2 separate regions of the Macaca mulatta genome follow, and region 1 is linked to region 2. Evidence: chromatin contacts called from public Hi-C data. All regions are on one chromosome and are shown on one strand. The core of a region is the stretch at or near the end of the contact, and the rest is flanking DNA. Distances in the headings are between cores, read along the strand shown. Region 1 holds the start of LOC144329767 (IQ domain-containing protein H-like). Region 2 holds the start of SMAD3 (SMAD family member 3).

Region 1 (7,032 bases), core at 1,385-3,884, 200 kb before region 2:
CCTATTTAAGGATCAATACATACTGGATGTATTACAATGGGCAAGATGCTTTACTTCTTTGTACTTAAGTGTCTTCTGTAAACTGGAGCTAAAAAATAATACCTACAACACCTAAGCTGTTTAATATATCTGATTGATACACAGACCTAACTGACCATATTAGGGTGAAGCAAGTCGAAATTTAAAGTACCTCTGCTTTACAGTCTACAGCACACACACACTCACTCACTCACTGATTTGCCAGAAACAATTTGATTGCCTAGGCTAACAAGAAAGGAAGTCTACTTTTACAGTAAATGATGTAGCTTCGGGAAATTGGGACAATTTAGAGTCAGAAGTGAACCTAATCCAAACTATATGTCCTATGGAAGAGGAAAGTGTCCCTATGGAAGAGGAAGAGGTCCAGAGAGGTGAAGTGACTAGCTCAAAGTCGCTACTTGTGAGAATGCCAAAGCCATGGTCAGATCTCAGTATTCTGACTCGCCATCAAGTGCTTTCCACTAGACATACTAATTATTGGTAGCCTGTCTGAGGGAAATAAACCATAGCCCCAAACAGAAGTGGAATCCATGTTGGCACATTTGGGTGGTGCTACGTACTCACAAATTCTCAGGATTCATTGGGAAAGTAGGGAAAGTCTTCCAAATTTCCTCACTATATATATTCTACATGTAGAGAATAGAATTTTATACTATACAGGAATCAGTCTTAATAATCTGGTTAACAGGTAGGCTCTCTTCCTCTACACAGCCCTTTACCTGATATGTCCACAGGAATCCTTTTAAACAAGTAGGGGTGCAGATCAACAAGGATATGACTATTAGCTCTTCTGACCCATCTCACAAGTCAGTGTCAACAGTTATCTATTACTATAATGTTGTATCCTAGGTAAGAGTCTCCATTATTATTCTAATTATTTGGAATCTATAAAAAGAGGGGGTATGTGCAGCAAAGAATTAACCTTACCCAAAGAGGGGTCCAGTCTTTGCCCCTGGCTACTGGGAGGTGATCTCTAGGCCCCTGGGATGTCCTGCCTGATAGAAAAGTCTTTGTCTGTGGGCTTTAGCCACCAGACAGTCTAACAACATGACTTATAATGGGTGTTTTGATCCATGCTGTATCAGCTCAGACCTCTGGAACAGTGGGAGACTAAAAGTATTCAGGAGGGGCTGGAGATTAATGGTCAACCACAAGGGCAGTGTGAGATTGAGCCCCAGTAAAAATTCTGGACATCAAAGCCTCAGATAAGCTTCTCTAGTTGCAATATTCTATGCATATTGTCACATATTGTGGCTGGGAGGAAGTAATGCAGGTAATGATGTCCATGACTCCACAGGGGTAAGATTACCAAAAGCTCTGTGTCTGGACCCCTCCTGGATTCTGTCCTATGCATCTCTTCCCTTGGCTGATTAATTTGTATGCTTTCAGTATAATAAAACTGGAGGTGTGAGCACAGCACTTTCCTCAGTTCTACGAATAGTTCTAGTGAATCATTGAATGTGAGGGTGGTGATGGGGCCCCTAAGTTTGTACCCAGCTTGTCTGAGTGAGGTGGTTCTGGGGACCTCTAAACTTGCAGGTAATGAGTGTTGAAGTTAGGGCAGTTTTTTGGGGACTGTTCCCTCAGACTTTGCAGTTTGGTTAAATTCATTGCTCGGTGATGGTGAAAGTGAGGGTGATAAAAGATCAGGTAAGATTTAGGTATGATTCTTAAAGGGGAAGTGTATGAAATTGGTGAGTTTAGGGGCTTGTATTTGGGAAAAGGTAGATTTAGGGAAATCTCTCCTAGATGGGAGGTAAGAGATCAAAATTCTGCCAGAAAAATTAGATCCCTTTCATAAGACCCACTTCAGACCGACTGAGTGACAGTCCTGATAGAGTGACCTTACACAAATGACTTCAAGACTTACTCAAATGCAGCTATTATATATGTGATAGTTAAAACCGATGATATATGTGGAAATATCTTAAAGCTACCTCACATAAATGTGAAAACAAAATGCCATAATCATTTCAGAAACATCTTAGTGCAACTGTTACAAACTGTCCTGTATTGGACAAGACTTTCTTGACATTTCCCCTCTCAAATTAAAAAGCTCCTTCACCAAGTTTCTAAATGTTATATCTTTTCATTCCAAGTTATCTTGATTGTTCTGTGTGTGTGTGTTCCCCAACAAGGAACATTTAGATCTAAAAAAACTGGGGAGTTTAAGAAAAGCAATGCACATATTTCAATTTGTCTCCAAATTTCTTATCACCTCCTAGAGTGTCTGATTTGTCTCTCCTCCGCTCCCGACGTGATGGGTTCAAATTTTTCAGAATGTAACATTTAAAAATGGGGCCTCAGCGTGAGTTTTCCCAGAGGCAGAAAGGTCGTACTTCTGGGGCGTAACCTACACGGTAAGTCACCGGGAGTGCGCTGAGCCGTGGGGGAAGGTCTGGATGGGCATTTTGGGGAGCCTCTCGCGTGTAGAAGGCAGTCTAGGGACGGCGCACCAAATGGCTAAGCGCCCGTGAATCGGCGCGCGGGGCCTCGCTCGGAAGTGGCACGGCTGGGCAGGGCCGGGGGAGGCCCGTTTCCCACCTGGATTAAGATGGATCCGACAGGGTCGTGGTTTTCAGTGTTCTGAGCCATGGCTAGGTCAGGGAATTGCTACCTCCGCGGAGGCGCGGTTTCCAAGCATGGAAACCTTCAGCCGGGGCCGCTCGTCCCCATGGCAACACTACGCGCGGCCTGGCCTGTTCCACGCTGGGAGCGGAAGGGGGCCTGGGGGCGGGGTCAGGGCAGCCTGGTCATTCCGAGAACGCCCTCCCCGGCGTGTCTCCCCCTCGCGCCGGCGGCCATGGTGCAGTCCAAGGCGGAAGCGGCTGCCAGACGGAACCGGCTTGCGAGCGCAGCTATGGCTGCGGGCGTACCCTGTGCGTTGGTCACCAGCTGCTCCTCCGTCTTCTCTGGAGACCAGCTGGTCCAACGTGAGTAGATAGGCGCCTGGGCCGACCTCCAAGGCCCCTGAGCCTCGGCGGGCGACGGACCCAGCACCTCGGCCTCTCTGGGCCTTGTCCTCGCCGCGGGCCCTGCGTTCTTCCTCCAGTCAATGGAGGCGCCCAGTCACCCCAGGTGGCTGCCCCTGGCTCTTAATCTCGTGCTTTTCTGCCCACCCGGCCCTCTTCTGCGTTCCTTTCGGCTTCTTGTGTAAAGTGAGACTGATTTCCCGCTCTGCCCAGCCCAGCCCACAGGTTTTTGCGAGGATCCGTTGAGATGAACCTGAAGGCTCTGCGGAAATTGCGCTAGGTTACAGGAGTGTAAGGTGCTGGAATTGTTGATATCGTGATGTTGCTATCCTTGCTGCTCTGGGGAGTGTTTCCTTTGAATTCTTGGTTGCTTCTTAATGTGTACATTATAAGACTTCTTAGCTTTGTCCCCTGCACTCTAGTTATTCACGCCTTTCTTCTGAGGCATGGGCTCTCCGCCAACATGAGTTTTTGGGTATGACTGGGCTAGTGCTTTTGCTTATAGACCCTCATAATGGCTGTCAGACTTAGTAACTCTTAAAAGAGAGAACATGGGACTGGATCATAAGCCAACTCTACTAAAGGGCTCTGTGAAGTTGAATTATAGGTAATTCAAGACTTCTGTTTTAAGTGTTTTAAGTGTATGGCTTAGAATCAGAGTAGTGACTTAGCTGTATGATCTCAAGCAAGTCACCTAATCTACCTTCCTACCTACCTTCCTTCTTTTCTTCCTTTCTTCTTCCTTTCCTTTCCTTTTCTTTCTTTTTCTTTTTCTTTTTCTCTGTTCTGTTCTGTTCTGTTCTGTTCTGTTCTGTTGACGGGATCTTGCTCTGTCGCCCAGGCTGGAGTGCATTGATGCGATCATAGCTCACTTCAGCCTGGAACTCCTGGGCTCAAGTGATCCTCCGGCCTCAGTCTCCCAAGTAGCTGGAACTACAGGCTCACACCACGAACCTTGGCTATTTTTTTTATTTTTTGTAGAGCCAGGGTCTTGCTATGTTGCTCAGGCTGGTCTCCAACTCCTGGTTTCAAGTGATCCTCCTGTCTTGGCCTCCCAAAGTGCTGAGATTACAGGCGTGAGCCACTGTGCCTGGCTACCCTTCACTTTCTCTTTTCTCTCCTTTTTTTAATTTTTATTTTGAGATAGGGTCTCACTCTGCTGCCCAGGCTGGAGTGCAGTGGCATTAGCTCACTGCAACTGCTGCCTCCTGGGCTCAAGCCATCCCCCCACCTCAGCCTCCCAAGTATCTGGGACTACAGGTGGGTGCCACCATGCCCGGCTAATTGCCCCCCCGCCCCCGCATCATACGGGGTTGGGCCATGTTGCCCAGGCTGGTCTGGAACTCCTGGGCTCAAGTGATCTAACTGCCTTGGCCTCCCAAAGTACTGGGATTACAGGTGTGAGTCACCACCGCGCCTGGCCCCTTCACCTTCTATCTATAAAGTAGGGATAATTTTCACAGGATTGTGCTTAACCCAGAGTCTGGCACGTAGTAAACATTTGATAAATCGTAGACATTATTATTAAGGCACATTACTATCTCTGTAACCCTCAATTTCCTGATCCTTAAAATGGGGCATATGAGCCTATTTCAGGAGTATTTGAAGGACAGATGATGTGACATTTTGAACACACTTTGTAAACTGTATAGCATTGTATAATTATAATTTCTTTGCTACACCTGTCAAATGACAGAATTAGGTAAGATGCCCCTTCAGTGCAGATATTATGACTTAGTTAACATTTGTGATCACTTAGAAAGTTCCTTGCTAGGGTGAAAACTTAATTATAGTATTTAACTAAGTGGTAACTAGCTGGTCTAATTAGGCCATTTTGCTACCTTTAAGCAGTGCTCCTTCCCATTTCCTCCCTTCCCTCCTTTCTTCCTTCTTCCTTCCTTTCTCTTTTTTTCTTTGTTTCATTGTAAAACTAGTGCATACTTATTAAGTAAAATTTAGCATACAGAGAAAAGAAAATAGCCATAGTCTCATTACCCAACTACAAATACTGCTAACGTTTCTTTCCAGTCTGTTTTTCCAATGCAGTTTCTTAAAAAGAAATAATTGTAATTACATTTGATACACAGTTATTTCTGTTTTTTTTTTTTTTTTAAACAGAGTCTCACTCTGTAGCCCAGGCTAGGCTGGAGTGCAGTGGCGCGGTCTCGGCTCACTGCAAGCTCTGCCTCCCGGGTTCACGCCGTTCTCCTGCCTCAGCCTCCCGAGTAGCTGGGACTACAGGCGCCCACCACCACGCCTGGCTAATTTTTTGTATTGTTAGTAGAGACGGGGTTTCACTGTGTTAGCCAGGATAGTCTTGATCTCCTGACCTCGTGATCCACCCGCCTCAGCCTCCCAAAGTGCTGGGATTATAGGCGTGAGCCACCACACCTGGCCATTTAAAAAATTTTTTAAATACACACTTCTTATCCTGAGATTTATCAAAAATCAGTTTCTCACATTTATCCGTCTAGTGAATAAACCAGAATTTGCTCGAGATTCTTAAAGATGTAACTAACTTTCCAAAAGACTTACATGCATTTGGAATCCTATTAGCGATACATGAAAGTCTTTTAAAGACATTCTCAGGAATATTAATTATTCTGTTGGCTACAGTGCTCTGTTGTGTGCTTTAATGATCCCAATGGGCAAAGGTGGTCACTGCCTTGAAGTAGCTGATTACCTGTAGTTAGCAAATAGTAACATTGTACTTCTGTAAAGTGTATTAGCATTATTGGGGGTAAAATTAATTCTGTAAAATAATCCATTTTATCTCTGTATGTAAAATGCTCTTAGATAATTCCAATTCGGGTTAAAATCAGTTGACCTTTCCATTGCAACTCGTTACTGTCATGTAGTAAAAAATAAAAGAACAGCTAGTGAGCAGATTGCTTGAATAAGGAAAAGTGAACCATAAAAGAGGGCTTATCATTTCTTCCAAGGTTATGAGTAGGGTAGCAGTGGATAGTGTTAAAATGAAGTATTTGCTGAGCATTTATTCTTTGACTGTAATTAAAGATGGGATTAAATTAATCACAGGTTAACTAATTCTGAAGTAAGAGATGGAGCCCGCATAATATTTTGTCAAGTGTTTGGTGATATTAGGCTGTAGAATAGTTTTGGATTGAATTGGATCTGCCTTTTTGGGAAGGTTTGATTCTACTTCATGTATCAGCGAGGGAAACCTTTAGGGTTCTCCAATTTCTCTTTCCTTGGACATCTGATCTATCTTATCTTAGTGCTTTTAACCACCAGTGGGAAATATAACCAAATAACAGTTTATTAGAAATATTCTTAAAATAGTCCAAACGCAGTGGCACATGCTTGGAATTCCAACACTTTGGGAGGCCAGGGCGGGAGGATCATTTGAGCCCAGGAGTTCAAGACCAGCCTAGGCAACATAGGGAGACCTAGTTTCTACAAAATAAAAATAAAAATGTTAACAAATTAGCCGGGCATGGTGGTATGTGCCTGTTGTCCTAGCTCCTTGGAATGCTGAGGTGGGAGGATTGCTTGAGCCTGGGAGATCGAGGCTGCAGTGAGTTCTGATGGTACTACTGCCTTCCAGCCTAGGCGACAGAGCGAGACCCTGTCTCAGATACACACACACACTTAAAATAAGAATCACTGGGTCTCTACTATGCGTAAAGTGCATGCATGGACTTCATTAGAAACTTTTTCTTTTTGTCACTCAAAGGCCTTATTTGTGGTATTCTGTGTGGATGTCTAACATCGGATAAAAGGGGCATTACTGACAGGGTAGATTTTTTATTTTGTTTTATTTTATTTTATTTTATTTTATTTTTTTTTGAGACAGAGTCTCGCTCTGTCGCCCAGGCTGGAGTGCAGTGGCACGATCTCGGCTCACTGCAAGCTCTGCCTCCCGGGTTCACGCTGTTCTCCTGCCTCAGCCTCCCGAGTAGCTGGGACTACAGGCGCCCACCACCATGTCTGGCTAATTTTTTGTATTTTTTAGTAGTGACGGGGTTTCACCATGTTAGCCAGGATGGTCTCGATCTCC
Region 2 (7,170 bases), core at 3,984-6,483:
GCAGTCCAAAAACCTTCACTTGGATAACTCTTGTCCCCTTCTTAGTTTTCCACCTCTCATGGGTTCTCCTCCTGTCTATACCTCCTCTCACAGAATTAACTGTGTTTCCATATTGCTGGTACTTAGTACATTCCTCAGCCGCAGCTCATGCTACACCTTTGAGCAAGTCTGTCTCCCGCTCTAGACAGGGAGCTCTTGGAGTACAGGGACCCTTCTGGGGTCATTGTAGTACATGCTCAATCAAGGACTGAATAATTCAATAATGAATGAATGATGCAGAACGAAGGCTAAACGTAACATACCTGTCAAGTTCTCTGGTTCACAAAACACTTCCACAGGACTTATCTCATCCTGACTTTACAGGTGCAAACATAAAAGCTGTGAAACTTAAGTGGATTCCCAAATCCTTGCAGGTAGTAGAACGGTAGGTACAGGACCTGAATCTTGTGTTTTTTTCCCAGAGAAAACAGATGCCTGTCATTATTTTATTTTCGAACATAGTGACTTCTACAATATTTAAAAGGCACATCAACGCCCGGCCCCATCAAAAATCATCCATACTAGATCTCATATTTCGACTGGTAACTGGGAATGAGAAAGAGATAGCAGTTAGGTACTCAAATAATGCCCTATTAATGTTTCCCTTACTGATGTGTAAGCTCCTCACAGGCAGGGAACTTTTCAAACGTGTCTCTATATCCTCCTCTGGTACCTAAAAAACTGACTCAGACATGGGAGGGGTCCAATAAATATCAATAAATCAACACAATCCAGCCCTGTAACATTTGACTGGCAATTCTCAACAGAGGGGCTGTCTGCAAACATTCCACTCCCAGGTGCAAGCAGCATGTTCCAAGGTTCTAAATGTTCCCAGGGAACATCAAGTGGCTCCTAGGTTCAGCTGCAGCTGAGTCAGTTCCCTCATCAGCTACCTATTGTCCTGCAGGCACCTCCTCTTCTCAGGCCCTACGTGGAGCTCCCCTAATCAAAGTTAACAAGAGCAGAGACAAGGGACTACCTCCCTAGCAGCTGGAAGGGGGCTTGCTTCCAATGGGCCACATGGTGCTCTAAGCTGCAGCTGAGAAGAGGGAGGCCTCTACAGCCTTGGTAATAGGTCTATCCCCAGAAATCTGGAAAAAGAATGTTAAAGATTAGGATCTTTTTCCCTTCTCAAAGTGAGAGTACCCTGGCAAAATTCAAGGAGATAATAAGAGGAGGCAACAGTAAAAGATCAGATTCGGTGGGGCGTGGTGGCTCACACCTGTAATCCCAGCACTTTGGGAGGCCAAGGTGGGCAGATCACAAGGTCAGGAGTTCAAGACCAGGCTGACCAACATGGTGAAACCCCATCTCTACTAAAAATACAAAAATTAGCTGGACGTGGTGGCAGGCACCTGTAATCCCAGCTACTCGGGAGGCTGAGGCACGAGAATCGCTTGAACCAGGAGGCAGAGGTTGCAGTAAGCTAAGATCAGGCCACTGCACTCCAGCCTGGGCAACAGGGCAAGAATCTGCTTCCGAAACAAAAAGATCAGATTCACAGGGAGGGAGCAGATGCGGTGTGTCAGATCTAGCGTTTGCTTCAATCCTCCAATTTTCCACTGGACTGGGTGCTCTGACACATGAAAGCCCAAATTCCCTTCCGAACAAGCAATGCTTTAAGCTTGGTCTAGCTCCCAACAACGAGGCCAAGGCATGGATTCCCTGGTGGAAGCACAAGCTACCAGTGTCTACCAGAAAACTAAGTTTTAAGTGTGCCGAGCTCCTTATTCCTCATATAACGCTCACACACCAACTCTCATTCAGTGGCAAATGCTTTGATTCCATTCTCATACACTGGCAAGGAAGATACCTGCAGCTTTACTCAGGTACTCAAGCAGGTGAGCCATGAGAGGCTGTTACAAAACTTGTGTAAATTCTGTCAATCCTGCCAGACCTCAGAGTATCCTGACAGCCCCTTTGTTGGTGTATCTAAATGAAGCTCTTACCACTTCCTCGGCACCAATCTCTTTTACCTTCTTGATGTCGGTAAGTGTGTATCACTCCAGCTCCCCTGATAATTGAAACAAATTAGAGCTGGTGTCACAGAGAAGCAAGCCTGTGGTCTGGAAGTCCCCAGTATACAGCTCTAATTGCCAAATATTGCTGTTGCAGCTCGTGATTATATATTAGCCAAAACACACTTGGCTTAATCTCCTTAGACTGAGGGCTCCTTAAACCCCAGAGTCCAGATCTTGCAGAGTGTTTTTAAGCATCCAGTGACCAACCCCCCACACACAGGGGGAATGACTAAGTTAAACGCTTTCCTTTCTCTACTTTCCAAACTAAAAGGCAGTTGTGGTGAAAGCAGACAATTTGACAAGCAACACTGCAATCTATGGGGCTTAGCAGACACATCGATATCACCAGCATAAGGCCAAACCAGCCACCTCCCCAAGACGTGGCCTTTAGTTTTCTGCCCACGACCAAAACAGCAGCAGCTGTTGCCAAGGGACACAAGGTGACCCAGAGGCGTGGGCACAAAATCCAAGGATGAAAATCCATTTTGTCTGGATCCACCCAAGCAACTGGGTTTCCCTAACTGAAAAAAAAGATGAAAAAAAAAAAATCTGCTTTTGCATTCAGTCCTATCCAGGCAGGCAGAAGATGCCTCAGTCCTAACAAAGTCACGAGAAGGCCACAGGGCAGGTTGGCTTGAACCCTCAGAATCATCCAAAGCGTTCACATGTCTTAGGCTTCCAAAGTCTCAGCAGGACTTTGGAAGAGGAAAAGGCAGGCCAAAGGTATGGCCCCACAGAGGACAAACTCCTACCAAGGCAAGGGAAAGCAGGGCCTCTCTGCCAAGCGATCACCAGCCCAAAGATTAAAGAAGCAACCGCACATACAAACATCCACAGGGCCCTCCCCAAGCTAACACAGTTTTAGCATTCAGCAAAGAATGTATTCAGGATCTTCAAAGTATAAAGCAGCATGGGTCAGCAGAAAGAGCACATTCTGTCAGAATCCCACGTCTACAACTCAAGCCTTTTCACCTCTCTCTTTTAAAGTTTCCTCTGCTTTAAAAACGTGATAATCTTAAGCCTAACAACCTTATCTACTTTCCAGGGCTGGTTGCTTGCTTGCTTGCTTTCTATCTTGTTTTGAGGACCTCAGAAAACCATGTGAAAGTGCTTTGTAAACCGTGAAACACTTTTCACAGCTGCCTGTTTTATAATTGATACCATTTTTTTTCCTGTTTCAATGCATAAAGCACTTGTCTTCAATGCACCCAGGCAGATAAGAGGAAGGTAGGTTTGACAGACCCCTCCCCAGACAGAGAAGTAGCATATTCACCCACTCTACCCTCTCCACCCCCACCGAAGGAATACAGAAGAATTAAGAACCAGAGCTGGAACCAAATCCCAGGTCTCTCTGACCATCACATCACACCACCTCCTCTGAAGTCAATTCTGGCTCCCGATCACACGGCCAGGGACTTCCCCAGACAGCACACCGCCTTCCCTCCCCCTTTATTGACTGGATCCACCCAGTCAAAAAAAAAAAAAAAAAATTTAAGTCTGCACTCCCACCATATGTGGCATTTATTTCCAGGGGAGGCCTGCCCTGGGTTCCCGTGGACAGATGTTGCTTTGTGCCTGCCTGACTCGCCTGGCAGCCCTTGTACAACTGCCCCAAGCAGGTGGCCAAGGATGGAGTCCACCCTGGCCCAGGGGCAGGGATGACAATCCCTTTTTTGGCTTACAGTCCCTGGTGCTTTCTACTCATTCCTCTGCAGCCTGGGACCCCCAAAACAGCCAGCCCCCAACACACACACTCTCTCCCTTGATTCAGAATCAAAGGAGGCTGAGAGGTAGAGACAGGAAGTCAAGGTATCCCCACCCCCAATTCCCAGCCAGGCACAGCTAAGCTAAGGAAGGCCCTGGGGGAGTGGAGAGAAGTCACTGACCCTTTCTATCAGCCATCTGTGGGCTCCCGCCCGACCTAGCTAGCGCGCAACAGGAAGGATAAAGGAGATGCAGACAGATGGCAGCGCGCTTTGGGAAGGAGGGCTCTACAGGAATGCGAGGGCCGATGCGAGGCCCACTTTGGGGTGTGTTTTGTTATCTGCCCGGTTCCAGCCCGCCCCTCTCCCTCATTCTGCACGGACTCAAAATCTCTTGGACCAAAAGGAGGGCAAAAGAGTCGGGATGGGGAGTGGGAGGTGGGGGAGAAGACCCTATTTTCTGCCACTTGTCTCTCCCATTTGGAAGTCAGAGCATTGCACTGCAACCAAAGTGCGTGCGTGCTCAGGGGGCGGGAGACTGGCACAACCGAGTCTAAAAATACTCGATAAAAATGCTAATCCCGAAGGCAAAGAAAGAACGAAGAAGGAATCTGTCAATCACGAGGCTCCCGCTCCTCACCCACAGCCCCAGCTGTACGGACCGCATTCCTGTAGAGGAAAGTGGGGAGACCGGACTGAAGAAAAGAAACGCAAAGACACCACCACCTCCACGAGCGCGGGCCGCGGGGGCGGGAGGCGGCGGCGGCGGAGGAGGGGCTCCGGCCCGCGGAGCCGAACAAAGCGGGCCTCAACTTCCAGCCCCAGCTCCCCAGGGTGGGGGCGGCCGAGTCCCGCAACAACCCGCTCTCCCCTCCCGGAGGTGGAAAGGGAATGTGAGGTCTGGAAGCCAGAGTACCGTGTGGAAGCCTCGGGCTCTGATCTTTGCAAATGCAGAGATGGTTTTGTTTGGGGTCCCCCCACCCCCTTCCTGCCCGCGCTCTAGCTCCCACTCTCACACACACGCACCCACACAGTCTCACTCCCTCTCTCTCCCTCTTCCCATCTCCAACCCCAATGGGTCGGCCCCGCAGTGCCAGGGGGCCGGGTCGGCGTGTCCCCGGGTCCCCCGGGCGGGCCCCCACCTGGGGATGGTGATGCACTTGGTGTTGGCGTTCTGCGTGGTGATGGCCTTCTCCAGCTCGTCCAGCTGCCCCGTCTTCTTGAGTTTCTTGACCAGGCTCTTGACCGCCTTCTCGCACCATTTCTCCTCCTGCCCGTTCTGCTCACCCTTCTTCCAGCCCAGCAGGCGCTTCACGATCGGGGGAGTGAAAGGCAGGATGGACGACATGGCTGGGGAGGGCGCGCGGGCGGCGAGGAGCGCCCCCGGCGGGGCTGGGCTCGACGGAACGCCGGGGGCGCAGAGGGGAGCTCGGCCGTGGCCTGCCGCGGTCGCCCAAACTTCGCCTCAACTCTCGGCGAAGTTGCTGGGGCGCCGGGCCGGGCCGCGGCGCTGCAGCCTGCGGGGCTCGGCGCGCGGCCCTGCGCCCGGAGCGGCTCCCACGGCGAAGAGAAGGGCGGCCGGGCGGGCGGACGGCAGCGGTGCCGGGTTGGGAAGGCCCCGAACGCGGGGCGGAGGCGGCGGCCGCGAGACTCCAAGTGGCAGCAGAAGTTTGGGTTTCCGCACGGGGTAGCTGTTTGGGTGCCGCCTCCGGGAAGGAAAGTCCAACCCCCGGCCAAACTTCGCTCGCCTTGCTAGCTTTGATGCGCAGATCCCTCCGCCTCTGCTGCCTCGCCGCCTCGCCACCCTCCTCCTCCCGGCTCGCCGCTAGCTCGCTCGCTGGCTGGGCCGGCCCGGGGCGTGCGCCGCGCTCCCGCTCCCGCCCGCTCCCAGTCTGTGTTTCATGCAAATCCGCGTGCAGCCTCCTTTCCAAGCGCTGTCACCGCCCCCTCGCCGCCGGGGCTCTCCGCCTCCTCCCCTGCGCCCCGCCACCTCCTCCCGCGGGCGCCCTGCCCGCCCCCTGCTCCGGGGAGGGCGGCCGGCCGGCCGGCCGGCCACCACCCCGTGCCCAGCACGCCCACGTGGGCAACGCGGGCGGCGGCAGTCCTGGCTGGAGCGCGCGGGACCCCGCGCGGCCCCGACCTGAAGTCGGGCGGGCGCGGGGAGGAAGTCCTGGGAAACGCGCGGCGAGAGGGGCCTCGGGCGGGAGGGCTGAGCGCGGCCCGAGGCGTCCGCTCTCGGAGTCCACACTTGTGCGGCTCGGTTGGAGTTGCGGGCCGGAGAGGGTTGGACTCGCAGCAAGTAAGCGCCGTCCGGACGGGAGTGAACCCTGGAGAGGACCCGAGCCCGAGAGGGGGCGCGCGGAAGGCCCGGGCCCAGGAAGTTGGGGCCCGCACTTGGCCTCGCGCTGGCTGATCCCCGTCAAGGCTCTTGGCCGGCGCCCGCGCCCGCGCCCGCGCCCCTGGGCTGTTTTTATTCTCTCGTTGGTGAGATCACACCGGCCGAGAGCCTTGGGAAAGTGTGCGGAGGAGGGTGTGGGGGGGGGAGAAGTGGGTCCTCAGAAATGGAGAGCTGGGGACACCAGTGACAACCTGGACAATGGCTGGAGCCAGGGATCCTTTGAGCCTTCTGAACTGAGTGCCCGGCAGAAAATGAGCCTCAAGGACATCTGTTGAGTTCTTGAAGGAATGAATGGAGGTGCTTTCGAATTTATCTTTGGAAGAAATTTACATAACACGGTGTTGCTGGATCTCCTGATAGAGAAAGATCGGAAATTTGATAATTCCCAGTAAATGGAAGAGTTTTGTTTCCAGAGCAATGAACTCACAAAAAAGTGGGGCAAGACAAGAGTATTCGGAGAGTTTGTGTATTCAAAAAAAGCAAAACAACAACAAACCAACTGGCACATTGGGGAGCTCCGGGGCTTTTCACCCCACCAAAAGAATTCAGGGGCGTCTGGCCGCAGGGCCCTCGGCGGCTTTAAGGAGCTACTCCAGGCCCCTTGGCCTTTCTCTTGCTGCTGCCTCCCGCAGTTGACTAGCCGGTGTCTAAGCCCTTTGTTTGTTTTTAACAGCAGGAATCCCCCACCCCCCACCCCCGCTTTGTTTAAAAAAAAAAAAAAAAAGTTATCTGCAAACCCTCAAGTGGGTGGGGAGTTACAAAGCCCTGTGAGGTGTGGCGGAATCCACAAAGTCAGCCCAGAAGCGGCAGGGGCCCTTGCTTTGCCCCAGAGAACCGCCTCCCACAAGCCAGTCCGCAGCTGCTGCTGCAGAAGGGCGTTGTGCTCCTCACCTTCTCTTCCTAAATACCCGCCTGAAAAGGAGAATCCCTGAAACCCAACTGAGGCTTGTCAACCTGACTTCCGTTGCTTGCTGGTCCTCCTGTTAATGCGCTGCCGCTGTGGTCTTAG

The links. Hi-C and Micro-C count contacts between places; a contact is called where the count stands out from the background.
Region 1: a Hi-C map of fetal cortex germinal zone shows a contact between it and region 2, with 2.6 times the contacts expected there. The contact joins the promoter of LOC144329767 here to the promoter of SMAD3 in region 2. A contact is called at or near these places in 2 of 14 Hi-C or Micro-C datasets (blood and fetal cortex germinal zone).

The regions. Positions count from the first base shown.
Region 1 is chr7:44,782,505-44,789,536 of T2T-MMU8v2.0, reverse strand. LOC144329767 (IQ domain-containing protein H-like) reads right to left here and starts at 2,634. Exons shown (of 6, transcript XM_077938800.1): 1 at 2,584-2,634. The coding sequence starts at 2,634. It overlaps AAGAB (alpha and gamma adaptin binding protein), which reads left to right and starts at 2,873. Exons shown (of 10, transcript XM_015142540.3): 1 at 2,873-3,307.
Region 2 is chr7:44,587,650-44,594,819 of T2T-MMU8v2.0, reverse strand. SMAD3 (SMAD family member 3) reads right to left here and starts at 5,233. Exons shown (of 9, transcript NM_001266160.1): 1 at 4,906-5,233. The coding sequence starts at 5,111.